Linked DNA regions of Capra hircus: region 2 is linked to region 1. Evidence: chromatin contacts called from public Hi-C data. All regions are on one chromosome and are shown on one strand. The core of a region is the stretch at or near the end of the contact, and the rest is flanking DNA. Distances in the headings are between cores, read along the strand shown.

What was found. A called contact is a pair of places that touch in the nucleus more often than the background predicts.
Region 2: a Hi-C map of blood shows a contact between it and region 1, with 2.3 times the contacts expected there. The contact joins the enhancer-like site here to the promoter of MYO15B in region 1. A contact is called at or near these places in 2 of 5 Hi-C or Micro-C datasets (both in blood).

What each region holds. Positions count from the first base shown.
Region 1 is chr19:55,193,540-55,199,344 of ARS1.2, forward strand. It overlaps MYO15B (myosin XVB), which reads right to left and starts at 3,713. Exons shown (of 64, transcript XM_018064023.1): 1 at 1,390-3,713; 2 at 897-960; 3 at 621-730; 4 at 375-449; 5 at 1-54. The coding sequence starts at 3,446.
Region 2 is chr19:55,323,117-55,328,921 of ARS1.2, forward strand. It overlaps the pseudogene LOC102174336. Among named protein-coding and RNA genes, the nearest start is that of GRB2, 17 kb to the right of the region's middle. Within about 2 kb of position 2,630, at least 2 of the 5 cell types and tissues checked have an H3K27ac peak or open chromatin away from gene starts, as enhancers often do.

The DNA of each region.
Region 1 (5,805 bases), core at 2,463-4,962:
AGGAACTGCACCATCTTTTTGGCTGCCTCCGTCTTCCCAGAGCCGCTGTGCCCACTGCAGGAGAGAAAGGCTGGCAGGGCCTCCAGGAAGGGGCACATAGGGTGACCCCAAATGAGCCCCAAAGCGGGGATGTGCCCACCTGGAAGTGACACCCACCCTAAGAGAGGCTCCCAGAAATGCAGAAACACAGATCCAGGGCAAGGAGCCCAAACAGAAAAAAAAGGTACCAAGATGCCTCCCTGTTCAAGGGGCACGGTCTTAGCAAGTCCAGAGCTCCTGCCCAGCAGTGGACCGGACGGGCAGTTTCAGATACGGACCTCACATAGCCCTCCTCCTGGCCCTCAGCGTGGCCTGAGGGCTCAGCCACCACTCACCCCAGAAGGATGCAGGTGGCCTGCCCCGTGCTCTCAGACAGGCTATACGCCGATGCCACAACAGCAAAAATGTGTCTGGGGGAGGAGAGTGGAAGCAGATGAGAGAGAAGGTTACTAGCGATGGGCACCCTGCGGTCTCCTGGGTGTAGGCAGGTCTTGCCCACAGTCCCCTGGACCTCAGTCAGTGTGACGTGCTGGGGTAGCCACCCGGTGGAAGCAGAGGCCTGGTGGGGCAAGTTCACATACGGGGTGGTGTTGGGGGTCTTCCCAGGGCGGTAGCTGGCTAGGACCTCAGGTGCGTAGAGAGGCAGGGCCCGGTGGGGGTTCAGAGCTAGCAGGAGGGGCCCCCCGAAGGTCTGGGAAGAAAGTGAAAGCTCTCATCAGAATGTGGAGGGAGCAGGGTTCAGGACCCAGCCCAGGGAGGATGGAGGGGGACACTCTGGGTAGGGTATGCCCAGAGGGCCCTCTGACCCCAGGGGAAAGGGAATGCCAGCCCACCACCCCCTGCTGTGTCCCCCATACGTAGATTCGGCCCAGGTGAAACCTCTTCTTCAGACACAGCAGCACGGAGCTGTCGCACACTGGCCTACGGGGCCGGCCGTGGGGTGGAGGAGAGGGGAGTTGGGAGCAGAAAGAGGTTCTGGATTAGCGCCCCCGCTGGCTGCAGAGACACCTCCACCAAGTCCCGCACCCTCTCCAAGCTGGTCCATACCACAGCCCTCCCCACCCCTCCAAGCCGGTCCATAACACAGCCCTCCCCCCGCCGACCCTGCTGAATAAGAGATCCCACCGTGGGCGCAATAGGCAGGACTAGGCTGCTGACTCAGAAGGAAGCTTTGTGCCAATTAGAGAAAAAAAGGGCATCTGGATTCTCACCCCTCTCCTGCCCCTTCCAGCCTGACGACCCTGTATGGCAAAACCCCTTCGAAGGAGACCCTCCATAAAAATCGGAGGTAAGGTGGGATAGGAGAAGGTGTGACCCAGGCAGGGCAGGTTTGGAACCGCGCCCACTCACCGCAGCCGGGCCAGGTCCTCGGTGTCTTCCAGGCCCTCCCCCACGCTCCAGCCGTCGGCGCAGCCGGGAAAAGGAGGCTCCTCCGGGCCGGGCACGAGGCTCAGCTCCAGGTCCCTCTCCAGCGCCTCCTCCACCTCGTCCTCTGGCTCCCACCGATCCCTCAAGGACCCGCGGGGGCCAGGGCTCCCCTCCGACCGCCGGCGGGTCTCCAAGGTGAGTCGGGGCAGCAGTGTTTCGGTGCCAAGCCCGGGGCCCTTGTGAGGGCCAGAGCCCTGCGCCCAATGCACCGGAGCCGCGGCTCCCAAGCTCTCGGGCTCCGCTTCGCTGGTGGAGCCCGTCTCGTCGAGCGGGGGCTCTTCGTGGGGATTCGGGCCGAGAGAGCCGCGGGGAGACTCCGCCACCCCTTCGACACTGGCCCTGCGCCCTGCACTGTCCGCAGACGCCCCCGCACAGGACCAACCGCGCCCCTCCCCGGCGGGGGCGTCCGCGAACCCTTCCTCTGAGCTCCGGCGGCTCGAGGTCCTCCCTGCCCCGTGGATCCTGGGGAACACGACTGCGAACTTGGGATCTGGAGTCGCGTGCTCGTCCTCCGATGGATCGTGAGCTGGGCTTTCTGCAACCTGCGGGGAACTCGGGCCGCCGCCAGGGGGAGGCCTTGGTCGCCCCCACAGCCCCGCGACGCCCGCCAGGCTCAGCGCTAGACGGCGGCGGCGCGGCCCCGGCCCGCGGCTCGTCCCCTCGCTGCTCCCGGGGCCCCGCGCGCCGCCCGCGCGCCCCTGGAGCCTCAGCCGCAGCCACCGCAGAAGCCCCAGGGCCCGCACTACGCGCACGAGCCGGTCCTTGAGGCTGCCGCGGCGGGGACCGGCGACCTGGGGAGCAGGGCCTGGCGGGGGCCTCGCGCGGAGCCTGCGGAGCGCCACTAGGGCGGCCAGCGGCGCTGGGGCCCGCGGCCCGTCTCCCCGAGACCCCTCGTCCCTCACGCCCACCGCCTCGTGCGCCTTCCCCACCACCTTTCCAATCTGGCGGCGCTGACCCCGGGCGGTCGAGGCCTCGGCTCTTTCGGGCGGGGCGCCCCTCGGCTCAGCTTCGGACTGCACCCCATCGTCTCTTGCATCCCCGCCCTGCCTGGGGTCCTGAGAACCCCACGAGCTCCGGGGGATGCAGCTCTCGAGGAGGCTGGAAGCTGCGGCTTTTCTACCCTGGTCAGCCTCGCCAGCCTCGAGGGCCCCGCGGGTCGTTGCTGGGGCTGCTCCTGGGCTCCGGCACGGCCCGGCTCCCTCCTGACTCGAGTCTGGGTCTGTCCCGGAATCCTCGGTCTCTCCTTGGGGCCTCGCCTCCGACGATCCTGCTGGGCTCTGGGGCCGCGAGGGGGGCTTGTCACTGCCTCTGTCGTCGCTGCTGCTCGGCCTGTCGCTGTTCCGGGGAGCTCCTGGCGCCTCCAGCGCTGACTCTGCACTGGTTTGAGTGCCCCCCGAGGCCATGTCCGTTTGCTCCAAGTTGAGCCTCCGCTCTGGGGTCCCACCACCTTGGCTGCGGCTCTCCTGGGCCTCGTGGGCTTCGCTGTCCAGGCAGGAGCTGGCCCCGTCTCCGCCCGACGTGTCCCTGTCGAGGCTCCGTGTCTCCCGGCGGCCACGCTGAGCCGAGCGTCCCCGTCGTTTTCCTCTCCTTCTGCTGCGGTCCTGCTCCCGTGTCCTTCCTCCTCTTCGGAGACCCTTCTGCTCCAGGCGCCCCCCGTGGCCGTCCCCCAGCTTGCTGCTCTCCTTAGTCTGGCATCCCCCATGAGCATGCCCGCTGCCTCGTCTGCCCTCGGCCTCCGGCGGCGGCCCCACCTCTGCTTGTCTGCAGTCCCTGTTCTCCCCTCCAGTGGGCTTCCTTTGGGCACCGGGAGGCTCCTGGCCTCGCCCGGCGCTGGGCTCCCTGTGTGCCTTACGATGGCCCTTTCGGTGTCCCTGGCTGGGCACGCTGTCTGCGCTGGCAGACCCGGATTCCTGCTCCCCCGAGGGGGGCCTCCCGGGTCCCTCCAGGTGCTGGGGCGCTTTGCCCTTGCTCCTGCCCATGGCTTCCTGGTGGCTGTCTCCTCTTCTTGCCCCAGGAGCTGGCTGCCCACAGGCGTGCCCTCAGCAGCACACCACACAGGCTCTGCGCTAATGGGGGCTACAGGCTCCATCTACCCGCCCCCCACATCTCCCGCCTTACCCGAGGGCATCAATAATGCAGGTGGCTGCCGGCCCTGACCTCCAAGGCCAACAATAGCGAGGAGGCCAATCAGGAAAGAAGAGCTGCAGGTGCGGACAAAGGCCGTGGACAGGGCAACCGTGTGGCCCTGAGTTGCTGCCAGCCTGGCACCGGGCCCGACCGAGGGGGCCCATGCTCTGCTCCTGCCTCACTACTTTGGCATCAGGGGGTGGGGGCGGGTGCCAAAAGAACCTGTTCGGGTCATCCTCCTTGTCCTGGGGGGCTCTAGGGGACCCACCCTCCTCCCTTAACCCCTTGGAGGCTGGAACCAGGCTGACCTTGGTGCAGGGCCAGAAGCCAGTGAGGGTTGTTAGTTTTGTTATTGTTCTAGATTGTGAAATATAATTTAAAGAAAACTGCCTAAAACATAAATGTACACCTCGGACTGGTGTAAAGTAAGTAAATGCTTCTTAGTCACGGAACATAATCGGACCCCAATAAATTCCTGAGCACCCAGATGTGTGTGTTGCTCTAATATTTAATTTTTTTTGAACAGGTAGTCCAGAAGATGAAAGTTTCCCATTCCTGACCCACAGCTATTCATTGTCCCCTGAGGTTACCCATTTCTTGTATTTCCTTCCAGAGCTATCCAGGCAGAGAAAAGCAAGTATTATTTTTCCCTTTGAGAACAGGTGGAAGCTCTTCTAGCTCATGGTGCTCCACTCTAACAGATTAACTTGGAGATTTCATAATAGTAAAAATCTTCTTTTTTTTTTACAACTTTGTAATATTCCAGCAGATGAATGTGCCAGAGTTTAACCAATTCTTTATTGATAGTGCAAAAATTAATAAAGGAAACGCTCACTAAATGGAGGCCAGAGGCCAGAAGGGGGAGTCCTTATACACTTAACCAGTTCACCTCGATATAGAGCCCAAGAGAAAAAAATGTACTTTGGATGTCAGGCAGGAAGTGACACGACTTTACTACTGCCAGCTGGAGGAAGAAAGTTTTTCCCCTTGCCTGCCAATAGCTCAGCCAATGAGAAACTGTCAAACTAAGCCAATGAAAACCTGCTATACTTCAAACTCCCAATTTCCTCCTATGGACTTTTTGTTTATAACAGCCTCTCCCAGCTTCCCCTTTTCCTCTATAAGAGAGCTTCCTTTATAAAAAGTTTTCCTTCCTGCAGAGGTGTGTGTAGTTGGCATTAATTGCTGTCCCATGTTGTAATTCGTTGCTGGAAAAATAATTGGCTCTTAAAATTATTTTAGGTTAACAGACTTTTACGACTGAAATGGAGGCTGCCTTCATCTAACCTTTTGCTTCAATTACAGACAACATTGATTCCCTCTGTGTCCAGGCCGAATCAATTCCTAGAAGTGGAATTGCAGGGGTATAGGGTGTGTGCTTTTGTATAACTTGGAGTGCTCCAAATTTTCCTCCGTGGAGGCTGTACCAGTTTACACTCCCACCAACAAGAGAGGAGACCACCCATCTTCACATGGCACCAAGGCAGGATATCATCCAACATTTTTTCCCCTCTGAAACATGACAAATCTAAGTGCCCCCACAGGACTCCTGTGCCCCTGCTGACCTCTGACCTCTCCTCAACCGGCAGCCCCACCCAGAATCAAAGTGGGGGAAGTTGGCATTCCAGGTTGTGGCGCTTTCCTTGGAGGGCTCTCCAGTTAGCTCCTACCTACCTCACACCACTAGACCATGCAGGTGTGACCTAAATCAAGTCCCTTAAGATTATACAGTGAAAGTGAGAAATAGACTTAAGGGACTAGATCTGATAGCCAGAGTGCCTGATGAACTATGGATGGAGGTTCCTGACATTGTACAGGAGACAAGCATCAGGACCATTCCCAAGAAAAAGAAATGCAAAAAAGCAAAGTGGCTGTCCGAGGAGGCCTTACAAATAGCTGTGAAAAGAAGAGAAGCGAAAAGCAAAGGAGAAAAGGAATGATATACCCATTGAATGCAGAGTTCCAAAGAATAGCAGGGAGAGATAAGAAAGCCTTCCTCAGTGATCAATGCAAAGAAATAGAGGAAAACAACAGAACGGGAAAGACTAGAGATCTCTTCAAGAAAATTAGATATACCAAGGGAACATTTCATACAAAGATGGGCTCGATAAAGGACAGAAATGGTACGGACCAAACAGAAGCAGAAGATGTTAAGAAGAGGTGGCAAGAATACACAGAACTACACAAAAAAGATCTTCATGACCCAGATAA
Region 2 (5,805 bases), core at 1,380-3,879, 130 kb after region 1:
ACTTGTTCTTTCACAGGGCCTTTAAGATTCTCACAGCTTTGCTCTGAGCCCGCGAGCTTTCCAGCTTCAGCCAGATATAGGACTGGTGCACGTACTGGTGGCGTCTTCAAACTCAAACCAGAAGTGTCCCCTTTTCCATTTGAATGCTGCCTGAGATGTGTCCCACTGAGAGGGTCCTGGCTCAGGATTTGCTTGCGGGGGATCAGAGGCTTCAGACTTTGATAAGCCCATGAGTCAGTAATTCTGCGTAATAATCAGTGCCCCCAACACGAAAAGACACATGTACTGAGAACCCAGCTTTCCTTTGGCAGAAGAATGTGCATTAAATCTGTTTCATCTCTTTTGTGGCTTTTAAGGGCTTGTTTGACAAAGGAGTTTGTGAGAAAGTTCCTAATAAGTTTGGCAGCTGACACATCAGTGTTCTTTCAGCTACGGAGGCAGCAGGCTGTGAGGGTGACAAGTGGGGCCCAGGACTTCCCTGGTGGTCCAGTGGCTAAGAATCCCCCTGCCCGTGCAGCGGATGTGAGTTCGATCCCTGATCGCGGAAGATTCCATACGCCAAGGGGCAGCTAAGCACACGATCCGGAACTACTGAAGCCCGGGCACGAGAGCCCGTGCTCCGCCGCAGGAGCCACCGCCACGAGGAGCCCCCTTGCTGCACCCAAAGAAAGCCTGTGCCAGCAGTAAAGACCCAGCACAGCCATAAATAAATGCAGAAAGATTTTAAGAAGAACAAAATGTTAGCCACTCAGTTGTGTCCGACTCTTTGGGACCCCGTAAACTGTAGCCCGCCAGGCTCCTCTGTCCATGGAATTCTCCAGGCAAGAATCCTGGAGTGGGTTGCCATTCCCTTCCCCAGGGGATCTTCCTGACCCAGGGATTGAACCCCGTGTCTCCCACATTCCAGGCAGATTCTTACTGGGGCCAATTAAACCCATGTTTGAATAGCAGACCTGATACTTACCAGCTATGAGACCTCTCTCTCGAAGCCTCCGTTTCTTCACCTGTAGAATTTGGGTAACTAGAGAAACTTCTCACTAACTTATGCTTTTGTTTGGTTGGTTGGTCATGCCACGTAGCTTGTGGGATTTTAGTTCCCCCACCAGGGATTGAACCTGGGCCCTTGGCAGTGAGAGAAAGGAATCCCAACCACCGAGCCACCAGGGGATTTCCTGGCTTGTTAAATGAGAAAGTGAGATAATGAACAGAAGATGCTGAGCCCAACCCTAGGCAAGTGCTTAGTCAAAGGCAGATGCAGTCCTTGTGAAATGGGGAGCTGAGTAAGACGGAGGGAAAAATCTGATTTGGAAGAAAAGGAGTTAAGCGGTGTGCTTTGGCAGCACACATACTAAAATTGGAACAATGCAGAGAATATTAGCACGGCCCCTGTGCAAGGATGACACACAAATTTGTAAAGTGTTCCATAGTTTTGAATTTCTGTATGACTCAGGAAACTCAACCTGGGGCTCTGGAGCAATCTAGAGGAATGGGAAGGGGTGAGATATGAGAGGGAGGTGATGTATGTACGTATACCTATGGCTGATCCATGCATTATGGCAGAAACCAGCATAATATTGTAAAGCAATTATCCTTCAATTAAAAATAAATATTTTTTTAAAAGAAAATAAAAAAGGAGTTAAGTGAAATTCCACACAGAGTTTTATAAACCTTATGTTAAAAAAATTATCATATTTATTTTGGGATATACCTATTCATGCACATGAATAATTCAAAAGAAACAAAGAAGGATAAAAAATAGGTCTTCCTCCTATCCCTCATCTCACAGTTCCCCTCTGTGAGGCAACTAATATGCTAGTTTCCTGAGACTCTTCCCAGAAATTTTCAATATTGAAAAAATTTGTTTGAAATAGACTCACAGACTTAGAAATCAAAGTTATGGTTGCCAAAGGGGAAAGAGATAAATTAGGAGTTTGGAATTAACAGATACCTACTACTAAAAATAAAATACGACTTCCCTGGCAGACGAGTGCTTAAGACTCCACACTTCCAATGAGAAATAGGTTCGATCCCTGGTCAGGGAACTAAGATCTCACATGCCAAAAACAAAAAGGTAACTAACAAGGACCTGCTGTATAGCACAAGGAACTGTACTCAATATCTTGTAATAATCCATAAGGGAAAAGAACCCAAAAATATATATATATATATAAATGAATTATTTTGTTCTACACCTGAAACTAACAGAACATCATAAATCAACTATACTTCCTTTTTTTGTTTTTAATCAGCTTCAGAGGGAAATGAGTTTCAAAGGGCAGAAGACATTGATGTAGTAAAGACAGCTGCCTGTGTGTTCTTGTTGGACCCCAAGTGGAGGGAGTATTTTGAAAGCATATTTAATTCTCTGCAGCCTGAGCCAGACTGGTTGAAGTCTTCTTAGCTATAATAAGACCCACGGGCTCAGAAAAGCAATATGATTCAGAAGCAGGATTCACAGCTCCCCAAGCAGAGCCCCTCATGTGAGGCAGACGCTGTCAGGGCAGGGCAAAGCCAAACTGTAAGATCTGAACTCTGGACTGTGGACTCATTCCCCACATTCCGCGTGTGCCAAGCCCGCATTGCCAACATTCCCTGAGGGTTTAGGGCCTCTGCTCTCCTCTCGGACAGGGATACTCTGGGTCACATAGTTTTGCCTTCAGCTGCTGGAGAGGCCGGAGGACAGGTTAGAGGAGACAATGATCAGAAGCCAAGGGTCCCTTCCTGCATTCTCCCTGCTGGCCTCCTGGAGTCCAGTTTCTATTCTGTAAAATACACATATATTTATCCAGGATCCACTGGGGAAATTTAAACCTGCTCAAGTCCCAAGACGCACCTGTTTAGTAGATAAACAGGGCTATTTGTTACCCTACTGTTAACACGGTAACCGTGCATAAATATGGAGCCAAGAGAGGTCACCCACTTACCGCCAATCTGTCAATCAAAAGGGTACTGAATCACCAAACTGAAAGATTTTGCGACCTCGGTAACACATTCCAGTACTTTTTATGTCAGAAAGTTTTCACTTGGATCTAATCTGAATTCACCAAGCTGGAATTTATCCAGCATTCAGTCATTAAGGAAAATAGTGGTGATCATCTTCCGTGTACTTGAAACATTCATTAGCCTTTGTCCCTTTAATACTAACTGAAGGACTTCGCTGGTGGTCCAGTGGCTGAGACTCCACATTCCCAGTGCAGGGGGTCCAGGTTCTGTTCCTGATCAGGGAAATAGATCCCACTTGCTGCAACTAAGGAGAAGGCAATGGCAACCCACTCCAGTACTCTTGCCTGGAAAATCCCATGGACAGAGGAGCCTGGTAGGCTGCAATCCATGGGGTTGTGAAGAGTTGGACAAGACTGAGTGACTTCACTTTCACTTTTCACTTTCATGCATTGGAGAAGGAAATGGCAACCCACTCCAGTGTTCTTGCCAGGCTTCTGGAGGGGGAGCCTGGTGGGCTGCTGTCTATGGGGGCGCACAGAGTTGGACACAACTGAAGCTACTTAGCAGCAGCAGCAGCTGCTGCAACTAAAGATCCTGCATAATGCAATGAAGATCCCAAGTGCCACAATTAAGACCCAGCGCAGCCAAATAAATAAATATTTTTAAAAAATATTAAATGAAAGCCCATCCAAGTTCTTTCATCTTCCATTTACATTCAATTTCTAACCCCTCATTTACTCCTGTGACTGTGGGCTCTCTTTTCTCGGCCTCCAATCCAGGCCAGAACTTTCTCGGTTCAGAATATCAAGAAAGACCTCTGACAGCATCTTTTACTCCACTCTTCTCTTCCCATGCATCCTTCAAACCTTTGGAGCTGCTTGCCTCGTTCATCTCAAGCTGGCATGTCTATAAGCTCAGCTATATAAAGCAGAAGATTTTGCCCATCTGACATTCCTAAATCTCAGAGCGAGCGAAGATGACACTCCCTTCTGGTCTGTAGGCAGCCCTGGTATTTATATTGCTCTGAACTCATGATGATGCTTGCAGAGATTTAATTTTCCTAAAGTCCAAATGCTCACGTTAATTTGGGAGAGGGTGGAGATTTGATTTCTTGAGCCGAGTCAAAGACTGAAGGACGAAGTTTGATTCCTAGACCTAAAAAGGTTTCTGGCAAGACCGTGAAACAAGCTGCTTTATTATTTTGGAACTCAGAAGCAGAAAACAGAGATAGCCTGAGTAAACTTCCCGGAGTTTTGTGACTGGGTAAAGTCTCATGAAAAACTCAGGTAGACAAAAAAGAAGTAGACAAAGGAGGAGGAAGAGGAAGAGTTTGAAAAGTAAAAAGCATTATAATTGAGGTATAAGCCATCCTATCCTGTTTTCAAATAAAACAAGCTTTAGGGAGAAAACAAGTAGACTTGAGAATTCCCTGGTGGTCCAGAGGTTAACGCTCTGTCTTTCAATACAAGGGACGTGGGTTCAATCCTGGTAGAGGGGGGCGGGGCAGGGGGAGGGCAGTGCTGAGAGATCCCACACGCCTTACAGCCAAAAAAAACAAAACATAAAACAGAAACTATATTGTAGCACATTCAATAAAGACTTGTACAATGGTCCACATCAAAAAAATCTATTAAAAATAAGGAAAGCAAGCAAGTAAAGATACAGTACCTACTATTTCTCACAATATCCTTCCATTATTATGACTGAGGACCCTGAAGTTTAGTTAGATGAGATAAATTGGGCCAAGTGCCTAACACAGAGCCCTGAAACAGAGTTGGAACTCAGGACAAGTTCGTTCTCTTTTTAACTGTATTGCTATTAACAAAAAGGGTTTATCACTTTGCCAACAAAGGTCTGTATAGTCAAAGCTATAGTTTTTCCAGTAGTCATGTACAGATGTGAGAGTTGGACCATTAAGAAGGCTGAACACTGAAGGATTGATGTTTTTGAGTTGCAGTGCTGGAGAAGACTCTTGAGAATCCCTTGGACTGCAAGGAGATTAAACCAGTCAATCCTAAAGGAAATCAACCCTGAATATTCATTGGAAGGACTGTTGCTAAAGCTGAAGCTTCAATACTTTGGCCACCTAATGCAAAGAGTCAACTCACTGGAAAAGACTCTGAAGTTGGAAAAGATTGAAGGCAAAAGGAGAAGGGGGTGACAGAGGATGAGATGGTTAGCACCACTGACTCAATGGACATGAATTTGAGTAAACTCCAGAAGAGAGTGGAGGACAGAGGAGCCTGGAATGCTACACTCCAAGGGATTGCAAGGAGACGGACGCAACTTAGCAACTGAACAACAACAACAAGGGTTAAAGGAGTAATGCAGTTGACATTCTCCTAGCTGCCAATTAAACCCTCAGCTATATGGTCATATAAAACACAGGCAATAAATGGCATCTATAACCAAACTGCCCAAGGAGGATTGTTCCCAGAGACAATCTGGTGTAAGTTGTCGGGCCACCTTGGGAGGGGCCTTGAGATGCCATTGAGTTCCTGCAACCAGTCTTGTTTCCCTTAGTCTTGACAATTATCTTAATGTCATAGTCCAAGTCCCGTAATAACAGTAATAATTATCACAAGCTCACTTTTCTTAAGAGCTTACTGAGGACTAGGCTCTGATTTAAACACACTCCACACATTATTTCATCGAGGCTCCAAAGACAAAATGTTCAGACACTGAGGATCCTTGCCAGATGGGAGGACACCAGAAACCTGGCTGCTGAGCTATCGGAATCTGAAAAAGTTTGAGAAAGCGAGAATAAATTCCATAACACTCTGCACTTTGGTCATAAAACCAAAAGATTAGGCTAGCAGAGACGAAACATGTTTCACAGGAGAAGGCAGGGGAAATGCAGCG